Linked DNA regions of Macaca mulatta: region 1 is linked to region 2. A link is a contact called in public Hi-C data. All regions are on one chromosome and are shown on one strand. Each heading gives the region's core, a stretch centred on a gene start, on an enhancer-like site or on the middle of the called end of the contact. The rest is flanking DNA. Distances are from core to core; before and after follow the strand shown.

Region 1 (4,697 bases), core at 1,400-3,899, 59 kb before region 2:
TGATCCGCCCGTCTCGGCCTCCCAAAGTGCTGGGATTACAGGCTTGAGCCACCGCGCCCGGCCAAGATTTTCTTAATCTAGAGCAAGCTTCTCTCTTTTCATGATCCAAAATGTGTTTCAGTCCAGGGTCAATTTACTCACACATTATGACATTACTTGTCTATTCATACAGGGTGAGGTGAAAATGGAGGGAGGGCTGGGCGTAATCATTTCCCACCCCTAGGCCCTAGGCATTGCCTCTTTTTATTTGCCATTCTGACATGCCATTTATCTGACATGCTATTTGTGGACTCTGTTCCAAACATTTCTGCTCTTTGACTTATTTTATCGTGGCCTATAATTGGGTTGGTTACAAAGCTTACTGAGAAATTTTTCACTTCATTTATAACTGTCTTTCTAGTCACTCTTAAAAAGGCTACTTTCCAAAGAGCAAATGCTTATACCCTGAAATATACTACCAGACACACATTCCCTGCCTTCCTTATAGAAAATAGTTCATGTATTTCTCATATCTCAGTTTATTATACATTTTTAGATTCTATTCACTAAAAAACAGCCAAGTGTGCTATTTTAAATACTTCGACATATGTTCTTAGGCTGTTTTCACTATTATGTATCATGAATGATGCTCTGAGCATCATTATTTCTTAAGTCTTTCCTTTGAGGCCTATGGTTTAAAAACCAGCATAAAAAGATGAGGCAAAAACAAACAAACAACCCTCTAGAAGCAGCACATCCAGAGAGGGCCTAAAGAAATACACTCCTTTGAAGACTTACCAGAAAAGAAATGTATGAGTGAAAAAAGGAGCACAAAAAGAGAGGAAGAAGTCATCAACGGGAAAGAATGGAAAAGAGAGTAAGGCTGGTCCCTTCTAAAAGAAACAGATGGGAAAACTAGCAGCGAGAGGTTCTACAGCAAGTGGCACGATATATCCAGGACCTAGGGGAGAGGTCACAGCCCCCCAGACACTTACCGTGTTGCATTTTGTGCCACACACCACTTGCCTATGATTCAACCACTGAGATGCAAACACTTTATTAAGGGTCCCAAGGTGAAACTCTCTCTCCTTCAGGAGACTGGGAAGTTGCTGTGCTGCATAACCATGCAACACTCGAGAGTAGCTGGTTTCATTCTGTAGCCTGACTTCCCGGTTCTTCAAGTAGTATACTAAGGATCTCTTCACAGGAGGAAGTCTTTTCCTTTTGTGAAGCGTGTGATCCCAGCCAAACTGTGGAAACAACATTAGAAATCAGGGCTTTGGCTGCTCTTCTAACGAACGGATCCTGCTGTATTACAGAAGTCACCAACAACTCATAACTCATACTGCAGAATTTACAAACAACAGAAATACAAACACAAGAGAACAAGAATCTCAATCCAGAAAGTCGTTTAACTCTTCCAACATTAAAAAAAGTTGCTCAGAGTCAAACTTACCTATGTGAATTACAAGGGCTAAAAGTCAAGGGAATCAATGAAGAATAGAACAGGCTAAAAGGTTTACTAGACCTTTCAGGAGTGAAAGATTGAAGGAAATGAGAGGTCGAGTGATTCCCATACCAACCTGGGCTGCATCTCTGCCCAGCCCCCTTCTCCCTCTCAGTCTGCACTCCCACTGGAGCAGGTAAGATACAGTCCAAGGAGACAGACCTGAGCGCCAGGTCTTCCAGGGATGCATCATCAATGACCGTTCCTCTGTCATCATGCCCGCGCTCCAGGCAGTTGAAGAATTCGAAAAATCAACTACCAACGGGGTAGTAGGCCCCCGGGAAATCAGAGGCCATAACTATGTCCAAGAAGACCTTCCTTTCCAAAGGGGGCGGTATAGAGATGATACCTGGGAACTGTTGTTTCTTTTGGGGTCCAAACGCCAAAAAGCCCAGTTCAGGGTTGGGTATACATATAGGGAGACTCCTTCTTTCTTCGAGGAGGGACGCAATCATCCCAGCTTCCTAGGGTCCATTGAAGGTAGTGTTCACTCTACCAAAGTTGGTTTCCGATTCCCTTAACTTCGGTTTCCCCTTCCTCCAAAGCCAGGATTCTGGTTTCTTTTCAAGCCCTATCCACGGCTGCAGGCCTTCCGCGGATTATGTCCCATTGCTGAGTTCCCCTTTGGCTCCTCACCGCCCTGGCCTATCTGCCCTCCAGTTAACGAGGGTCCAGCCCTGACTCCACAAGCCCTGGCCCCATTCCTGTTTTGCCTCTGACTGCAGACCTTGGACCCCAATTCCTGTCGCAGGATCTGCGGACCCTAAACCCCTCTTGGTGCCTCGGCCTCACCACCTAGGTGCCGGCCTCTCAACCCTCACCTGCTGGCCCTGAGCGTCGCTCCCAGCTCCCGGCGAGGCGGGCGCTTTCCGCTTCCTGCTAACTGCTTTCCGGGCCATAGTGGGCAGCGCAGCCGCGGCCCCGCAGCCACATGGGGCGGGGGAAGAGAGGGATAGCAGGACGGCGGGTCATATACTGGGCCCCGGGGCCGCGCACCTTAGTGCGCCCGGCCCGGAAAATGGCCCGGACCCGGAGCGGCAGCAGAAAAAAGGCGGAAAGAAGGGAAAGAGAGAGGAAGGACTGGGGCCAGGAGAGGGAAGGTGAAGCGAGAACTAGAAGCTTTCCGACGGCAGAGCCTGGAAGGACGGCGAGCGATTAGAACCAAAACACCCCCTCCCCCTTGCCCGCGCGCCGTCACCCTTGCGCAGCCGCACTTTGGACAGCGTCGCCACGGAAACGCCGCCGGAAGGAGAGGGGCGGGATTTAGGGATTGGAAGAGACTTAGCTGCTGTTTCCCGGCCGCCGCCGGACCATTTTCGAAGGTCGTTTGGCAGCCGCTGGAATGGACGTGGACGAGCTGGGGCCGAGGGAATCGGGCTTCTGGCCGCCGACCTCCGACCCCAGCCCGCCTATCCGCAGGCACCCGGAAATGAGGACCACCAGCGCTGCTGGGGGAAGGAATCCCCCCCTAGTGCAGGCCTTTAGCCGGTAGCCGCTACCGGTTACCTCCCATCTGGCACGAAACGTTTCCCTGAATCTGCCACAAACCGTGCTCTGGCTCCAAGGGCTGGACAGGGGGGTGAGGGTTGGGACAGAAGCCGCCCCCACCCGTCAAAGTGAAGTCCAGTCAGGAAGCCAAGGCAGTGTGGCCAGACTTTCCCACCGCTGAGAACCTGCCCAGCACAACCAACCCAGGCCGACCCACGGGTCTCCGGCTACCCTCTTCCCACCCCTGGGTAGCCCTCAGGCTCCATTCTCCGCTCTGTCTCCTCCTGATCCTTTCTCCTGTCCGAACTGCTTCAGCCCCTCATCACCTTCCCCTTACGGTGCGACTTCACCATCCCCTTTAGATTTCCATGACCCGCCATCTAAATCACATGGTCTTTTGTGCTTTATGAAGTAGGCATCACGCTGTAACTTATCTGTCGCTGCCTGCCTTACTCTTGGATTCAGGTTGCGTCTCCATTAGGGCAGGTTAGGAATTCTGAACCACAGGAAAGAGTGGTCATTTTTGGCTTGCCAGTCCAGTTAGAGCTGGCGTTGGCCACCAAACAAGGGGGCTTCATCAGGATCACCCTTGCCAACATTTTTGGAAGATCCTGAAGGAATATGACTGCCAGCCTTCATTTTCCTCAAGCAAACAAACCCTCCGAGGAAGTAGGATGCTCTTGCTTGGGGCCGATTGCCCTCAGGCTGTGGTGCCCAATTACCTGCTGGTCCCTTCAGGCTTCAGGCCTCAGGCCTCATACCTCCAAGGAGCTCTGTTGGACCATCTGAAGTTCTGTCAACAAGGAGATTTGGATTTGTTTTCCAAGCTGAACCAAAGACCAGATTGAAGCAGGGTCTCCTGTCATCCCAAGTCGGCACTGCCACTAACCCCTAATGTCTTGGGAAAGGCAGCTCCATCTTATTTGGTCAGGCCTGTCCCTTTAGAGATATGCACATAGTGAGTGGGTCAGGAGTGGGTCAGCTTTCTTTTTTGAGTCTGTTCTAGTTCTGTCTTGCCCCGCAATGCTCTGGATAACCCAGGAGCCCTTGGGCAAGAGTCTGGAATCCTTTGAGAATCTCTCGGCTCAGATTGGGCTGGGCTGGGCTTGGATCCCAGTTTCCTCTGTTAGTGCCAAGAGGGGCACACTGGGAACTGCTGCAGGCTCTTACTCAAAGTTCCTTTACTTCATCTTCACATCCCAGGAACCATCCCCAAATGCACCTTATAGCAGAGCTCACCTTTTTTTTTTTTTTTTTTTGAGATGGATTCTTGCTCTGTAGCCTAGGCTGGAGTGCATTGGTATGATCTCGGCTCACTGCAACCTCTGCCTCCTGAGTTCAAGTGATTCTCCTACCTCAGCCTCCTGAGTAGCTCACATTACAGGCGCCTGCCACCCTTGCCCAGCTAACTTTTTTTTTTTTTTGAGATGGAGCTGGCATGTTTTGATTGGTAAGTGAAGGCAATAAGTAAAACTATTTCTGAGAGTCACAGTAGGCTGTTTTAACAGGTATTAGATAAAACTGCTTTCAGATTACAGCAGGCAGTTTCAGCAGTGAGGCTCACTAAGAATGCCATTCTTGGAGTAAAGTTACGTGCCCTGAGTACTTTTTCCCCCAGTCACTCTACTACTTTATTATCATTATTATTTTATTATTTTACTTTTTAGACAGGGTCTTGCTCTGTCGTCCTGGCTGGAGTCCAGTGGCACGATTTCAGCTCACT
Region 2 (5,138 bases), core at 1,294-3,793:
CCTACTCTCTGACTTTTAGTAGAGTTAACTTTTTTTTTTGAGACGGAGTCTCACTCTGTCATCCAGGCTAGAGTGCAAGGGAGTGATCTCGGCTCACTGCAACCTCCGCCTCCCGGGTTCAAGCCATTCTCCTGCCTCAGCCTGCTGAGTAGCTGGGATTACAGGCACCTGCCACCAGGCCCAGCTAATTTTTTTTGTATTTTTAGTAGAGACGGGGTTTCACTATGTTGGCCAGGCTGGTCTCGAACTCCTGACCTCGTGATCCACCTGCCTCGGCCTCCCAAAGTGCTGGATTACAGGCATGAGCCACCACATCCGACATTATTTTTCTTTTAATTTAAATTCTATTTTTTTTGAGACAGTCTTGCTCTGTTGCCCAGGCTAGAGTGCAGTGGCATGATCATTGCTCACAGCTGCCTTAACCTCCCAGGCTGAGGCCATTTTCTCACCTCAGCCTCCTAACTAGCTGGGACCACAGATGTGTGCAACCATGTCTGGATAATTTTTTACAATTTTAATTATTTTATTTTTAGACAGGGTCTCACTTTGCAGAGCCTAATAGCTGGCACTACAGTTGTGCACCACCATGCCCAACTTTTTTTTTTTGTTAGAGATGACGATTTACCACGTTGTTCAGGATGGTCTCAAACTCCTGAGCTCAAGCAATCTGACCATCTTGGCCTCCCAAAGTGCTGAGATTACAGGCGAAAGCCATCGTGCCTAGTCGTTTTATTTTATTTTATTGAGACAAGATCTTGCTCTGTCACCCATGTTTGGAGTACACTGGCACAATCCTGGCTCACTGTAGCCTCGACCTCTCAGGCTCAAGTGATCTCCTATCTCAGCCTCCTGAATAGTTGGAACCACAGGCACGTGCCACCATGCCCAGATAATTTTTTGAGTTTTTGTAGAGACAAGGTCTCACTATATTGCCCAGGCGCACCTAATTTTTACCAAACTTTTTGTAGAGACGGGGGTCTCATTATGTTGCTTAGATTGATCTTGAACTCCTGGACTCAAGATTCATCATATTCTTTTTTTTTTTTTTTTTTTTTGAGACGGAGTCTTGCTCTGTCGCCCAGGCTGGGGTGCAGTGGCCGGATCTCAGCTTACTGCAAGCTCCACCTCCCGGGTTTACGCCATTCTCCTGCCTCAGCCTCCTGAGTAGCTGGGACTACAGGCGCCCGCCACCTCGCCCGGCTAGTTTTTTTTTTTTTTGTATTTTTTAGTAGAGATGGGGTTTCACCGTGTTAGCCAAGATGGTCTCGATCTCCCGACCTCGTGATCCACCCGTCTCGGCCTCCCAAAGTGCTGGGATTACAGGCTTGAGCCACCGCGCCCGGCCAAGATTCATCATATTCAATTAATAATTCTCTGTCTCCTAATTCCAGCAGACATAGAAAGACACAGAAGGCCAGCGCCATGGCTCACTCCTATAATCCCAGCAATTTGGGAGACTGCGAGGCTTGAGCCCAGAAGTTTACGATCAGCCTGGGTAACATGATGAGACCCCATCTCTCCATATATATACAATAATAAAAATTATCCAGGCATGGTGGCATGCGCCTGTAGTCCAAGCTACTCAGAAGGCTGAGGTGGGAGGATCACTTGAGCCCGACAGGTGGAGGTTGCAGTGCGCCAATATCGCGCCACTGCACTCCAGCCTAGGCGACAGAACGAGACCCTGTTTCAAAAAAACAAAAAACACCACGAACAGAAACAACAACAACAACCCCCACAGAAGGTAGTGAAGGCTTGGGATTGGATTACCTGGTTTAAACCCATAGAATGTCAGAACTGAAGGAAGAGTCAGAGGTCAACTTTCTTTTTTTTTCTTTTGATACAGAGTCGCGCTCCGTTGCTCTCCTGGAGTGCAGTGGCGCGATCACAGCTACCGCAGCCTCGACGTCCCAGGCTCAAGCGATCCTCCTGCCTTGGCCTCTCAAAGTGCTGGAATTACAGGCGTGAGCCACTGCGCACGGCCTAGAGGTCACCTTTCAACTTAGTCCTCAATACATGGGAAAAGTGAGGCCCAGAAGGCGTATGAGTTGTATCAGGTCGCTGACCCTGAACAGAAGCTAGACGTCTTAATTCACAAGTAGGACTCGCTGCTAACTCTTTGGGCATCCCTTCGCGATTCAAGGCTCTTGGGTTTCCCGCTTTGGCCGCCTCGCCAAATCCAAGTCTTACACTCTTAGTGACCCCCTCCTTTCCTCCTTCCCCTTAGGTCAGCAAGGTTTACTCATTCTAATTGCAACGCTCCAGGTTGCCGGAGTAGCTCCTCGCTAGAAGGGAGATTAGTTACGTCACCGTCGGCTCCTCCCATTGGTCCGGGCGTGTGGAGCGCGGCGCCATGACGTCAGACGCCCAAAGGGGTGGGGCGGTGAGGGGAAGGAGGAGGGAAGTAGGACTTCAACATGGCGGCTGCGGCACTGGCGGTGGCTACGGTGACGGCCTGGCCCGGAGCGGGCAGAGTTGGAGGTGGTGGCGTTCGCTCTCCCTAGGGGCCGTCGGGAGCTCAGCGGGGACCGAGCGTCGGAGGCCGGCCGGTGCCAGCACCTTTCGGCTTCTGGGACGGCGGCAGCAGCGGCATTCAGGTGAGAGGGGCCTCCCTCTGGGGGAGGGGGAAGAGGGGCGGAGTTGGGGGAGGGGGGCCGGTTCTGGGAGACTAGGAAACGGGCTGGGGGGCCGAGCGAGGTGAAAGGCGCCGGAGCTAGGAGGTGGGAGGGAAAAGTGGCCGGAGACCCGCGATTTGGGGAGGATTCTGGGAGAAGGGTCGGAGTGAGGGGACCGGAGTTGAAGGGGCGGAGGGTAAACGGGATGCGGGAAAATGAGTTCGGATTAAGGAGACTAATACCCTACTGGAAGACAGGCATAGTAGACTTATGTCGGGCTGGATTGAGAGCTCGGTGGGAACTAGAGGATGTCAGGGAGGGGTACCCAGGTTTTAGTAAAGAAGGTGAGTGGTGGGGAGTTTAGAGTGAGCTGGGGACGTGCGGTGTAGATTTAGTTCTCCCTGAGGCAGTGAGACTGGGGAGAAAGGGTGGAGACTAGACCAGAGTTGAGTGATTTTTGGGGATATCTTTGGCTTTGTCTGGCCTTCTCCAGGTATGTTTATCCGCCTTTTTTGTTTCTTGGGTGGAGGCTTACCTATACAGTCCACCTGGGCCTCAGGAACCGCCCCAGTCTTTCTTGTGGAACGTCAGGTTCATTTATTTGAGCTATATCAGTGATCTTTGACCTTTGTTGCCAACTGTGTTTCCAGACTAGCGTGTTAAAAGTGTGGTTGGGCATAAAAATACGTTTTATGTTAAACTGAAATAAAATATTGATACTTTTTTGTCACCATGCAGTGTTGCGAAACCAGATTTGGTAATTTGGTTAAGTATTACATATATTCTATTCTAACTTTACTCGTTAGTGCTTTGTCTTTTCAGTTATTAGCATTTCAGAATTTGATTAGATATGGTGGATGTTTTCCTTTTTAATTTTATCAGATTTGATGGTGGGGAAAAAGAAGATACTTAGTCTTTAGTGTTAGTTCTTTCTAGTTAATGTCCCAACCTAGTTAAACTAAAAGTTTCCGTATTGGCCGGGCGCTGTGGCTCACGCCTGAAATCCCAGCACTTTGGGAGGCCTAGGCGGGCGGATCACGAGGTCAGGAGTTCAAGACCAGCCTGACCAACTTGATGAAACTCCGTCTCTCCTAAAAATACAAAAAGCCAGCCGGGCGTGGTGGCAGGCGCCTGTAATCCCAGCTACTCTGGTGGCCGAGGCAGGAGAATGGCTTGAACCTGGGAGGCGGAGGTTGCAGTGAGCAGAGATCGAGTCATTTGCACTCCAGCCTGGACGACAACGTGAGACTCCGACTCAAAAAAAAATTCCGTATTATGGCAAAGAATGTGAAATGTCTCAAGTCTTAAAATAATTACATTGTCTGCATTAACTTACTGTAAGTGATATTTTATTAAATTTTTGTTTCTAGTTCTATTCATTGTGTTTATTGAATACCTACTGTGTGTTGCATTAATAACAATCATTATTATTATGGAGATGTGAAACTTAATGTTTCTTTAGTCAGTGACCATCGCTGTCATTGCACAGCAGTTAACTTTGCTAACCTGCTAGGACCTCATTGGAAAAAAAACTTCTTTTTTGTTTGTTTCTTTTTATTTTTTTCCAGAGGGAGTCTCGGTCTGTTGCCCAGGCTGGAGTGCAGTGGCGCGATCTTGGCTCACTGCAACCTCTGCCTCCTGGGTTCAAGTGACTGTCTTGCTTCAGCCTCCCGAGTAGCTGAGCTTATAGACACTTGTCACTATGGCTGGCTAATTTTTGTATTTTAGTAGAGATGGGGTTTCACCATGTTGGTCAGGCTGGTCTCGAACTTCTGACCTCAAATGATCCTCCGGCCTTGGCCTCCCAAAGTGCTGGGATTATAGGCGCCTGGCCTGTGTGGTTTTTTTTTGTTTGCTTGTTTTTTTTAAAGAAGGCAAAGGAAAAAAAAATAAACTGTAAATATAAAAACTTCTTCAATTTCTCTTTAGTTTAGTGTTTAAGACTGATTTCCTAATCATGGCATTTCTTCTGTGTATCTGAAAGATTTTTTCACTTTGATTTTGAAGAAGACTAACAGTATTATGAAAAGATAACAATAGATCTGTAGACAAGTCTCATCAATGATTGTTAGTGTATTTTTTAATGAAAAAAAATTTTTTTTGTAGAGTTGGAGTCTCCTTATGTTGCCCAGTCTGATTTTGAACTCCTGAGCTCAAATGATCCTCCCACCGCAGCCTCCCAAACTGCTGGGAGGCATGAGCTGCTAGTGCACGTATTTTTGACTGGCAAATGTTACATTATCTTGCATGTCTTTTAACTATGGTATTTAAGGATCCCTGATGTTTGTTTATTTATTTATTTATTTATTTATTTTTTGAGACTGAGCCTTGCACTGTTGCCCAGGCTGGAGTGCTGTGGCGTGATCTCAGCTCACTGCAACCTCTATTTCCCAGGTTCAAGCGATTCTCCTGCCTCTGCCTCCCAAGTAGCTGGGATTACAGGCAGCCAGCACCACGCCCAGCTAATTTTTATAGTTTTAGTAGCGATGGGGTTTCACAACGTTGCCCAGGCTGGTCTCGAAC

The links. Hi-C and Micro-C count contacts between places; a contact is called where the count stands out from the background.
Region 1: a contact with region 2 is called in a Hi-C map of fetal cortex germinal zone, with 2.2 times the contacts expected there. The contact joins the promoter of DCAF12 here to the promoter of UBAP1 in region 2. A contact is called at or near these places in 3 of 14 Hi-C or Micro-C datasets (blood, cortical neurons and fetal cortex germinal zone).

What each region holds. Positions count from the first base shown.
Region 1 is chr15:65,561,949-65,566,645 of T2T-MMU8v2.0, reverse strand. DCAF12 (DDB1 and CUL4 associated factor 12) reads right to left here and starts at 2,649. Exons shown (of 9, transcript XM_015117537.3): 1 at 1,563-2,649; 2 at 975-1,229. The coding sequence starts at 1,703.
Region 2 is chr15:65,502,726-65,507,863 of T2T-MMU8v2.0, reverse strand. It overlaps UBAP1 (ubiquitin associated protein 1), which reads left to right and starts at 2,543. Exons shown (of 7, transcript NM_001266514.1): 1 at 2,543-2,597. It overlaps LOC144334646 (a long non-coding RNA gene), which reads right to left and starts at 2,308. Exons shown (of 2, transcript XR_013404757.1): 1 at 1,771-2,308.